Linked DNA regions of Sus scrofa: region 2 is linked to region 1. A link is a contact called in public Hi-C data. All regions are on one chromosome and are shown on one strand. Each heading gives the region's core, a stretch centred on a gene start, on an enhancer-like site or on the middle of the called end of the contact. The rest is flanking DNA. Distances are from core to core; before and after follow the strand shown.

Evidence for each region. A called contact is a pair of places that touch in the nucleus more often than the background predicts.
Region 2: a contact with region 1 is called in a Hi-C map of embryonic fibroblasts, with 2.2 times the contacts expected there. The contact joins the promoter of PLEKHF1 here to the enhancer-like site in region 1. A contact is called at or near these places in 5 of 47 Hi-C or Micro-C datasets (embryonic fibroblasts, heart right ventricle, skeletal muscle and 1 more) and 2 of 2 datasets of contacts at active chromatin or transcription factors (alveolar macrophages and skeletal muscle).

The regions. Positions count from the first base shown.
Region 1 is chr6:39,747,060-39,752,793 of Sscrofa11.1, forward strand. No RefSeq gene overlaps it. Among named protein-coding and RNA genes, the nearest start is that of POP4, 15 kb to the left of the region's middle. Within about 2 kb of position 3,177, at least 8 of the 83 cell types and tissues checked have an H3K27ac peak or open chromatin away from gene starts, as enhancers often do. A contact at or near this core is called in alveolar macrophages and embryonic fibroblasts, where this site is marked.
Region 2 is chr6:39,782,882-39,788,615 of Sscrofa11.1, forward strand. PLEKHF1 (pleckstrin homology domain-containing family F member 1) reads left to right here and starts at 3,320. Exons shown (of 2, transcript XM_005653260.3): 1 at 3,320-3,596.

The DNA.
Region 1 (5,734 bases), core at 1,927-4,426:
CTTTCTCCTCAGCCACTTCCTCTGTGCTCACACAGCCTTCTGCGCACACTCAGGAAGAGAGCAAGATCTCTAGTGTCTCTTCTTATTATAAGGACACCAGTCCTGTGGGATTAAAGCCTCACCTTTACAGCCTCATTTAATTTTAACTACCTCCTTAAAGGCCCAGGCCTTCAACACAGGAATTGGGAGGGGGGCATAATTCAGTCTGTAATAGCTATAGAATTGTCCCAACTGGGACAGACTGGCTGTGCCCTCCCCCTGCCCCCCCCCCAGCCTGGCCCTCATCACCCACACCTCCATATGGGGTGCCTGGACCATTAGCTGGGTCAACCAGCCTGGCTGCTGAACCCTGAGCTCCCATCACCCTTGGATTCCAGGACTTGCTCTTGGAACTTCAGTTCACTGCTCCCTCCAGTATCGGGAGCCCTGAGGTACCAGATTCCCTTACATTTCTGCAAGCAGCTGAACTCTTCTCTCACCCTCTTGGGGAGGGGGGCACACGCAAGTGGGCAAGGGAGACTCCCCAGAGGTGGTGGCTCTGGATTCAGGTGGCTCTGGGATGTGAAGAGTGTGGTCACGCAGAGGCTCAGGGCAGGGGTTTGCAGAGCCAATGTGGAGGGCCCAGGAGATCACCTGTCCACTGGGCCCGCAGGAAGAGAAGCAAGAAGGGCTGTGGAGCTGTGGCTGAAACCTTGAGACACCCCAGCTTATCAGTGCGGGGGAGAGATGGCAGGAGCTGCTAGGAAAGTTCTGATCCACAGGGCAGGATATGGAATTCTGCTGATGCAGTCACCCAGTTCTGAAGTCTTGAGGCCTCAGTGTCACCATTTGTCAAATGTGGCCATGAGACTGATAGGGATGGCGTAGGCACAGGTAGTTGTGGGCGTCCTAATAAAGGATCATAGAAAGGGAAACCCCGGGGATGATGGGAGATCACTGTGAGTTAATAAATTGCTCAAAAAAGCCATCAGCACAAGGCAGGCTTGCTTGCCTGGTGGAGAGGCGAGAATGCCTGCATTCAGATTCAGACCAAGGGCAGGAGTTTGAGGACCACCCTTCTACTGACTTGAATACACACCTCACCAGAAACCAAGGAGGAGCTACTCTTCCCAGAAAGAAAGAGGTGGTCTCTTCTGACCCCCACTGCCCTTGGATGGTAAAACTGTAGCCCACCTGATCCTGGGGGGCAGAGCCTCCTTGCCTGCCTGGCTTGCATCTCTCACAAGCATCCTATCCTAATAAATCTATTTCTTACCTATCACTTTGTTTCTTGCTGAATTCCTTCTGTGTGGAGGCGCAAAGAACCGGAACCTCAGTGAGTCCAGACACCGGGTGAGTGATTCTAATTTAAAACTGTGAGTTTAAGTCCCAACCTGGGTTTAGTCTGGGTTCGAGTCCTGGCACGTGGGTTCAAGTCCCAAGCTGTGTTCTGGCTGGGTTCAGGCCACTAGTGCTATCAGTTTTAAAACCAGGTTGGGGTTTCCTGAAGTGGGATTCTGAAGCTGTCTGTATGAGAATCAGCAGGATGTGTGTTAAAAGCAGCCAGATTCTGGGCTGCAGTCAGTCTCCGGGGGTGGAACCCAACTAGTCTGTATTCCTCTAAGACCCCAGCTGGTTCCTCCAGTCATTGATGTTTGAGGATCTTGGACTCCAGATGGTGTCTAAAATCTCTTCCAGCTCTGGCATCTGGACTGTGATTTAAGATCTGGGCCTCTCGGGATGGTGCTTTCTGGATGCTGAAAAAGATTGTCTAATGACTGATCTCTTAGGTTCTGAAGAGTAAACATGAATATTCCCCCCCAAAAGCCATAAATTATGGTAAAAAGCTTTCTTTCTGGACAATGGCTTTAGTTCTAATTTAGTTCGCATTTCTTAGCTATAATGTCTAATTAAGACATCTGTTAAATGTCTATAATATTAATTTAATAGAGGAGGTTCTAATAGAACTGTATTGGAATTGTCCATTTAATTAACCTCATGGGCCTTTAATGGATGTCTTAAATAGACATCATTAACAAGAGTGCTAGACAAATTAAAATTAGAGTCAATAACATCCTTGGTAATTTTTCCTGAGCTGTGAAGGACAAGCCTTGCTAAGTAGACAGACGCAGAGATGGACTGCCCAGAGCAGTGTCAGAGCTGGCGTCCCCAGCAGGGTCCAGAATGGACAGGCCCCAAGTGGTCAGCTTTGGTCAAAGAGGGTGCTACCTAGAAGGCAGTTCTCAGGCACCCAGATCTGCCCCTTTGTATACCTTTCACAGAAAATGTTTGCAGGCCTGGTCCTTGAGACCTAGCTTCTGGATGCCGGAGGAAGATGGAGGAAGAGGAGGAATCATCCAGGGGTTCTGGCTAAATACCATAGATGCGTGGATCAGGAGAGATGGCACAGACCAGGGGAGATGGCACAGACCAGGACAGGGCAGGATTGGCTGGAATGCAGTGAAATGGGATGCAAGGGAAAACCTTTTCTTGCTTTCAGCCCCACCGCTGCCCTGAACAGCTCTCACTTAAATGAACTCTACATCATTCCAAAGTCAGTAGTCCGTTCTCAGCCTTATTTGGTCTTTTAGCAGCATTGAACATGACTAACTTCCCTGCCTCTTGAAACATTTCTAGAGTCCCATATGCCCTGCCTTTCCTCCTGCCTCCCGGACCACACCTCTCACACCTCCCATGAAAGGACCCTTCTCCTATTCCAAACTTCTAAATGTTGGACAAGCCCGGAATTCCACCGTCGGATGCTTCCACATTTGTCTCATCCACAACTTCAAAGGCACTTAAGACTCAAAGTCATATTGGCAACCTAACTTCTCCGACCCCAGACCCAAATCTGTAACTATTGTCTGCCTCCCCACACCCCCCAGTTCCGACATGAACTCCTGAAGGACGACAACTGAATGGATCTCTGCTGTCTCCCCAGTGATCTAGACGCACTCTCTGACCCCTAACAGGTGCCCACTGACAGCTCCACCTGCACATCCTGTGGCACCCCAGTCTGATGCGGCTGCACCCAGAACTGGGGACTTTCCTCCACTCTCACCTCAGCCAATGGCCTGTCCCGTCACTCAAGCTAGGAAGCCACGCTCCCCATCCAATCTCTCATTAAGTCTAGGTGGCTCTCCTTCCCCTCTGTCTTCCTGCTCCCTCCCACTGTCTTCTCAGCCACAGCCACACCCCTCACTGGCCTCCCTGCCCACCCCCACAGCTGAGGTGGCCTTCCCGAAGCGTGACTCAGACTGTATTGCCCTTCTGCTCAGAAGCCACATGGGCCTTCCCAGTGCACTTCAAATCAAAGCCAGCATCTTCCACCCTGCCCTGGGCCACCTCTCCAGCATCCCATCCCTCCTCTCCACATACCTCTGGTCTACTCAGAGCACGGGCACCTGCCACACCCTCTGCTTGGGACATTTCCCCTGGACCTTCCACCGCAAGGCAGCCCATCCTCTGCATTCAGCTCTCCACAGCCAGCCCCTCTCTCCTAGGGGCCTCCCCGTCCTCATTCAGCAGCCCCCCATATCAGTTCCTCGCTCATTACGACCCCATCTTACATCTTCTGTAGCATTTCTTAGTACTAAGCATAAGCTTATCCATTGTTCATTGTCATTTTCTTCCACTAGAAAGGTCCACGAACACCAGGACTTCACTTGTCTTGTCATTGCAACCATCATGACCTCAGTGCAATCTGGAACACCGTCTTGCATATAACAAGTGTTCAGCTAAATAGTTGTCTGACACCCCCCCAAAAACAAACAAACAAACAAAAACCCAAGGAGCCAAGAGTTTTTTTATCCTACTGATGGATAAGCGTTAGCCCACGGCAGCTGTGACACTGGCCAGTGATCCCATCCAGCCCAAACGACCCTGCCACTGCAGCAGCTTGTCCACAGGAGAGCAGCCCTGTGTCCTGGGACCCACAGGCTCCCCACCCTTCCACACTGGCAGCCACCCCAGGCAGCAGCAGCCCCCTGTGTCATGGAGCCCTGCCCTTGCTGGGTACTTAGCCAGATGCACTTACACTCCAGGAGCAGCTGTGACATGCAGTGTGTGTGGCCGGCACTCCTCTGCCCTTTCCAGCTTCGCCCACTGGACCCCAGGGTGTGGGGTGGGTACAGGTGTGGCTGGTGTGGGCTACCCAGCCTGGAGGGGCTGAGTTAAAGGAACCTGGCATCCAGTCAGGAGACCCAAGCTCGACCTACTCATGACCTTCAGGCTCAAAAACAAAGGATGTGAATAAAGAGTGTGTTTGTGGGAGCTCCCATTGTGGCTCATCAGAAATGAACCTGACTAGTAACTATGAGGACATGGCTTTGATGTCCTGCCTTCGATCAGTGAGCTGTGGTGTGGGTGGCAGATGTGGCTCAGATCCTGTGTTGCTGTGGCTGTCACGTAGGCCGGCATCAGTAGCTCATAGAAGCGGGGAAAAAAAAAAAAAAAAAGAGTGTGTTTATGGTAATTTCTTTTCTTTTCTTTTTTCTTTTTTTTTTTTTTTTTTTTTTTGCTTTTTAGGGCTGTACCCGCAGCATATGAATGTTCCCAGGCCAGGGGTCTAATTGGAGCTACAGTCACCGGCCTACACCACAGCCACAGCAACGCCAGATCCAGCCATGTCTGTGACCCACACCACAGCTCACAGCATCGACGGATCCTTAACCCACTAGTGAGGCCGGGGATGGAACCCACAACCTCATGGTTCCTAGTCGGTTTCATTTCTGCAGCTCCAGGATGGGAACTCCAGTATGGTAATTTCTTTTAATCGAAAGCAATTAAACTGTACTCCCAGCCCCCCGCAGAAGAATGGGAGGGAGAGAAACAGTTTTGCAGAGGGAGCCACCTCTGGCCTGGCCCTTCCCTTCAGTGGAAACTTGCCTTGGTGTGGGATGGAAAGCATCCTTCGTTTGTTACCCTCTGTATCCCCCAAAACGTGTGACTGTAACACTGTTCATAATAACTGACCCTAAACAGGGGTGTGCAGGAGAGGCTCCCCTGCCCAGGAGAGCTGACATGCACCTCTCTTCCTGAAGCATCACTTGCATCAGCAACCAGGGACCAGCCATGGTGGGGATGTCTACCCCACGCTACCACTTGGGGCTTGTTTTCCATTTACCAGGGAGCTGCCCAGAACACGGGGCCAAACAACGGCTCAGGCTCAAAGCATGTCATCAAATCTCTCAAGAAGTGGGGTCTGTCGGGGAGTTCCCGTCGTGGCTCCGTGGTTAACGAATTCGACTAGGAACCATGAGGTTGCGGGTTCGATCCCTGCCCTTGCTCAGTGGGTTAAGGATCCGGTGTTGCCGTGAGCTGTGGTGTAGGTTGCAGATGCAGCTCGGATCCCGCATTGCTGTGGCTCTGGTGTAGGCCGGTAGCTACAGCTCTGATTAGACCCCTAGCCTGGGAACCTTCATATACCGCAGGAGTGGCCCAAGAAATGGCAAAAAGACAAAAAAAAGGGGGAGGGTCTGTCTCTGCCAGGACTCCCTGCAAGAGATTTGACGACACACTTGAGCCTGAGCCGTTGTTTGGCACCTGTCACAGAAGATGTGACACTGTGGTCTGGGGACCGGACACATGAGTGCATTTGCTGGCCAATAATTGCTCATAGGATTGTGAATTTAGGATGTGTGTCCTTTCTGTGTGGGGGTCTGGTATGTGGGTGCCTCGTACATTTCTGAAAGGTAAGCATCTTCCTGAAATCTTGTTTCTTCCCTTTTTTTTTTTTTTAAGGGCTGCACGCAAG
Region 2 (5,734 bases), core at 2,070-4,569, 36 kb after region 1:
ACCAAAAAAAAAAAAAAAAAAAAAGGAAGGAAGCATCATGGAAAATCAGGGAGACTTGAATCACCCTGATATAGGTAGGTCGGCCCTTGTTCCCTTTTTCTTCTTGTTTTCTCCACTTTCTGCTTTGAATCCTTGCAAACTGACAGAAGAGTTGCAACTACGACGAGCAGCTCAAAGTTGGGGGTTGGCAAACCCCAGCCTGTGGCCTGTTTTTGTACAACACGTGAGCCAAGAAGGGATTTTACATTTTTCTAAAAAAAATTGAAGCATAATTGATTTACAATGTTGCGTTAATTTTTGCTGCTGTTGCATTTTTTTAAGTGCTTATAAGAAAAAAAAAAAAAAAACCCTCAGAAGAAGCAGCTTTCATGGCACATGAAAATGATAGGACAGTCAGTGCATTTGCTAAGCACTGGCAGACCGCCCGTGCCCCGTTGGTCACTCTACAAGGGCAGCGTTGAGAAGGTGCCCCGGGACTCCTGGTTCCCAGAGCCCCAAATCTTTACTATCTGACCCTTCACAGAGAAAGTTTGCTGACCCCCTACCTAAGGTCATCAATTGTTACTCTTTTGTCCCTCTGTTTTCTCTCGCTTTTGTGTGCGTCTCAACACTTCCCCCTTCGATGCTTTAGCATCTGTCTCCCTTTCTCAAGCCCAAAGCTAGGCATGGCAGGTCCAGCCTGGGGAGAGGTAAGATGGTGTCAAGAGCTTAGCACACACTGCTTGGCACTTAGAACTTAAGAGCCGATCCCACAGATATTCCTGGCATTTTCCACAGGGGGGACTGCCAGAACCCCTAACCTGAAAACCCTGAGCCTGGCGCCTTCCGGAAAGCCCAGTTCCCCAAGTCTGGATGCCAGCTTTCCCTCAGCAAGGGCTTCTTAGCCGAAGAGCAGAAAAAGCCTCAGGGAGACCTCATTTTTTCCACAGCTTGTGGCTTGGCTGACTCAACTTCTGCCTTTCCCTGAGTCACGAGTTTTTCCTCCTATTTGGAGGAGCTGGGCCCTCCACCCAGGACTTCTCAGCCCACGGCTGGTCCCTGGTGGGAAGGGGTGGACCATTAGAAGATCGGAGCTTGTGCTGCCTCCAAGGGGTTTCCCAGAGCCGCACCCAGCTCCACAGAATGTCAGCCCTGGAAGTAAGGACCGATCAGGGGACCGAGGTCCCAGTGGGCCCTGGACCAGCAGCGTGGTAAGGATAGCTGGGACCTCCTAACCCCAGGACCAACAGGGGTGATCTTCTCTCTGGTTTTCCGGAATCACAAACATGCCTCCCTTTCCTGGACACCTGCTCTGTGCCCGAGGGCCTAATCACAGGGCTTCCCAGAGCCACCTCAGCCCAGGCAGGGCCTGCCTTCCTGGAGGACGCCCTCTCTTGCTGGGGAAGTGAGGGATCTGGCCCTGAGGCCGTCATGGAACATGGCCTTAAAGGCAAAGCTCCAAGCTCCCTCCATCCCTATCCCCCCACCCCCAGCGACAAGCATGTGTGTACTTGGGATGGCATTTCCCTGTGTCTCTCTCTACGCATCTCCCTGGTTATAACGCAGCCTCTGGGATCTTGGGGCCTGGTCTCTCTCTCTCTTCTGTCTGGTGGAGAGGGAGGCCTGGCTATGCCAGCAGAACTCTTAAACTCAAATGTTTATTCCATGGGAGAAAATCTTTGTAGTCAATTGACTTATTACAGAGCTACTAAAACCAAAAAAGAAAAAAAAGAAAAAAGAAAAATAGAAACACTAAGGGCATTACATTTGAATTAATTTTCATAATAAAAGCAATGATTAAAAGACATGTCATTTTATCAGAGTACTTTAAAACTAGCATTCTCTTAATTTATAACATTGTCTTCAGAGGTTTATCTTTTCCTTCCATTCTCTGGTTATCAGAAGTATAGTTTGACTATAATCAATTTAATTAGGAGAATGAGAGTTTTAATTAAGTGTTGATTCATTACCAAATTATTTGTCATTTACAATGTATTTTATTTACTGTATATGATTTAACCTATCTGATAACAAATAGATGTACAGAAACATATACATACAATATATAATTGTTGTTCTGTGTTCAGCTAAATATCTTACTGCAAACCCAGTGGTCATGTAGCTATTACCTAAGTCAAGAAAACAAACATTATAGCATCCTCAATCCCTCTCCTGCTTGCTTCGAAGAACCCTTCTTTCTCCTTTTCATAAGGCAACTACTATCCTAGTGTTTATGATAATAAATTCCTGTTCTTCTTTGTATATAATTTTATCACCTAAGCTGACACTGTCTCTTTCTGAATTTATATAAATAGAATTTACAGGAGTCCCCTTTACGGCTCAGTGGTTAAGGAACCTGACCAGGATCCATGAGGATGTGGGTTCGATCCCTGGCCTTGCTCAGTGGGTTAAGGATCCTACGTTGCTGTGGCTGTGGTGCAGGCCGGTGACTGCAGCTCCGATTCGACCCCTAGCCTGGGAAGTTCCATATGTCAAGGGTGTGACCCTAAAAAAATAAACAAAAAAACAACAACAAAGAATTGACATTAATTTTGTTGAACATTAAAAACATTAAATTAAAAATATAACTTTCTCAAAAAAATGTGTATTCAACTGCAGGTACGTAAGTGGGTAAAGTGGGGATGAGAGTGGTGGGGACTGTGGTGAGTGGGGGAACACAGGCCCTATCTAAAGGGGACAGCTCCATGCAGAGATGGGGGACTGGAACCTTCAAATCCTCTGGTTTAAGAGAAGCTGAAAATCCTGATATTTGTGTATAATCCTTAAAGACGAAGTCTTGGCAATGCACAGTATAAATGTTTAAATACTTTTGTGGGGCCGTGGCTTCTGCTGGGTGAGGGTAACCACGGCTGGGAAGGCAGTGGAGGTGGACTCTCTGAGGCCACAGCTGGCTGCCTATCGCTTCCACCCCTCCTCCTCCTCTAGGCCTCTCCTGGTTCTTTCCTCTCTTGCCTCATCCCCTTCCCTTGTGGGAACGTGCCCATTCCACTGGGCTGGGAAAGGCAGATCCCAGCGCAGGACCCCACCTCACAGTCCCTGTCCACACCACCCAGGAGAGCCAGCCCCCATTGCTCAGCTCAGACCCCCAGCACCGCCCCCTGGCCCTGGGCAGAGCAGGAGGTCCAGTGAGCCAGGCACGCAGAACCGGGTCAGCTCTTCCTCCAGCTGCTGTCTCTCACTTTGGTCCTCGCCCAGCAGGCACTGCCCTGGCCTGAGCCAGCCCCTCTGGGCAGACAATGCCCAGGTCTGCCCTATTTGGTAAGACAAACCCATCTGGGTGACAGACCATTGACTAAGAGCAGAACTCAGTTCTCGGCACTGGAGAGAAAGGAACGAACGAGAGAAGCAGTCCAGCCCGCGCGGGCTCACAGCCGAGGTGGGGGGGATAGCCACGGACATGTAAACAAGTGACTTCATCAGATGATCTCAGGTTTAGAGAAGAGCTTTCCAAAATAATAAAACGGGGTGAGGTAGGAGAGGGTGACGGGGTGGGTCAGGGAAGCCTCAGAGGAGGTGACAGTTTGAGTTGACCTTAAATGCCAACAATGCAGCCTGGGGAAGATCTGGAGACGAAAAGGAAGTGCAAAGGCACAAAGGTGAGAACAACCTTGGGGGTTTGAAGAACAGGAAGAAGCTAGTGTGAAATGAAGTGTTGAGGGGGATGGGGGGGGGGATATTACCCGCTGGTGACCGGAATGTTGCCGTTCGGGAATGGGTAGGTGAGTCCATTGAATTCGCATCTTCAGGATATGTTTGAAAGTATCCACTATACAATTTTTTAAGCTATAGAACAGAGAAGGCTGCTCATTTTTAATATTATGATTATCAGTCTCTCAGCTGCCGAGAGAGGACTGTGTCAGCTAGCAGCAGGGAGGTTCGCCAGGGGCAGCAGAAGGCACAGTAATAACACACCGCCTCCCGCCCCATTCTCCTGGCCCGCAGGCAGGCCCCGGTCGGGCGAGGACGCAGTCTCCCTCGGGGCGAGAACAGCCAGCCAGCGGAGTGTGGCGGCGGAAAGGGAAACTGGGGGGGCGGGGGCCTGAAAGTAGGGACTCAGCTCCCGGAGCGAACGAGGAGAACTCCCAGCGCAGGCCCGGGGCAAGCGCGCACCGCAAACCCACTCAAACTCCTGCCGTTCCGCCCGCGTACATTTCTCGGGAACTTGAGTTCCAAGAGTGGGCGCCCAGGCCCCGCCCCCGCTGCGAGCCAGGGCTCGGATTGGCGGAGCCGTATCGAGGGGCGTGTCGGGGAGAGTTGGAACGCGGCGGCTTGGGCGGCGGAGTTTGGCCCCCGCCGACCAGCGGAACGCGGTGGCTGAGTGTGGTCTGGCCGGCCGGCTGCAGGCGGGGCGCGGGGCGCACGGGGCCCCGGCCGAGGAGGTAAGGGTCTCCGGCTGCGCTGTGTCGCGCGGAGCTGGAGGGCTGCCCTCCGGCGGATTTCAAGCTCCCCCGGCCGCCTCGTCGGGGCGGCCCCTGGGCCCGGGCGGGGCGGACGCGCAGTCAGGGCCATCTCGGTCGGACTCTCGCCCTGAAGTAGAGGCGCCTAGCTGGTGGGGCTGGAGGCGAGGTGGGAACTGCTGGGGCTCCAGGGAGAGCGGGGTGAATACGGGTAACGGGCCTCGGGAGTCGAGGCAGGGTCATCTCAGGATGCGCAACATCAGTGCGGAAAACGTCTAGAGGGGCCCGTGGGCCTTGAGCCCTGGGGCTGCAGGGATCTCCGCTCTCACGGTCCGGAGACAGTTCGAGGATTCCTGACTCACGCCGTCGTCGGGGCCTCACCCCCTGGTCCCAGTCTGCGGAGTGAGAAGTGGGCTGGGACAACTGCCCCAGAGGAGCAGGGAGGAGAGGAAGAGCGGCAGCGCCTTCCTGGTGGCCCAGGTCCTCCCTGGCCTTTTGCACTTAGGAGCTTCCTGTCCCCTGAAGCCTTTGACTTTGTGACTTTGGGTGGGAATTGTCCAAGGAAATGAGGCAGGGCATAATCTCCCATTTCGCAGAGGCTGTGACTGAGGCAGACCGAGAGAGGTGGCAGTTCCTTCCCAGCTGGAATCACCTGGAATCTCCTTCCCTTTCTCCCTGAACTCCTGAAGAGCTGTGCAGGGACAAGTGGTCATCAGCCCCTTTTACAGGTGGAAAAATGGCCATTCTTAGTCACTCTGAAACTTGATCAGGGATATATTCCTTTGGAATTTGAACAGCCCTGTATCTCAACATCAGAGAGGGTCAGAAGCCAGGGGGGAGGCAAGGATGATTGCTGGGGTAATTCTTGGCACATAATTTCCACTTAGTGCTGGCAAGTTCCTGGGCTTGAAATTTCCACTGGGATCTGTGCAAGGCGAGGGTTAACTGTGACTTCAGCCCATGTCTCCACAGACAACAGCCCTCAGGGCTACCCAGAGGGGGAGTTGAGGCAGCCCAACTGAGCTAAGGGACCTGCCCAACCCAGACCACCCCAAGGTAGGAAGGGGGCTGGGCAGCCCAGCCAGGCTAATGACCTGTCCAGGCCACCCCAAGGGGCCCTTGACCTGGGTTGGGAGGTCTGGGGGTGGGGTGTGGTTGGAGATCAGGCTTTTGAAGAGGGGGCCCTGCCCTCTGAATTGAGGATTTCTTATTCTGTCTTTGGGTAAGAGCAACCTTCAGCAGCTCATGGTTATCTTGGAGCTGGGACCTTGGGCAGGGACTTTGATGATGGAGGTGGCACCTTCCCCAATGGGGCTTTTATGAAGAATCGGTGAGCT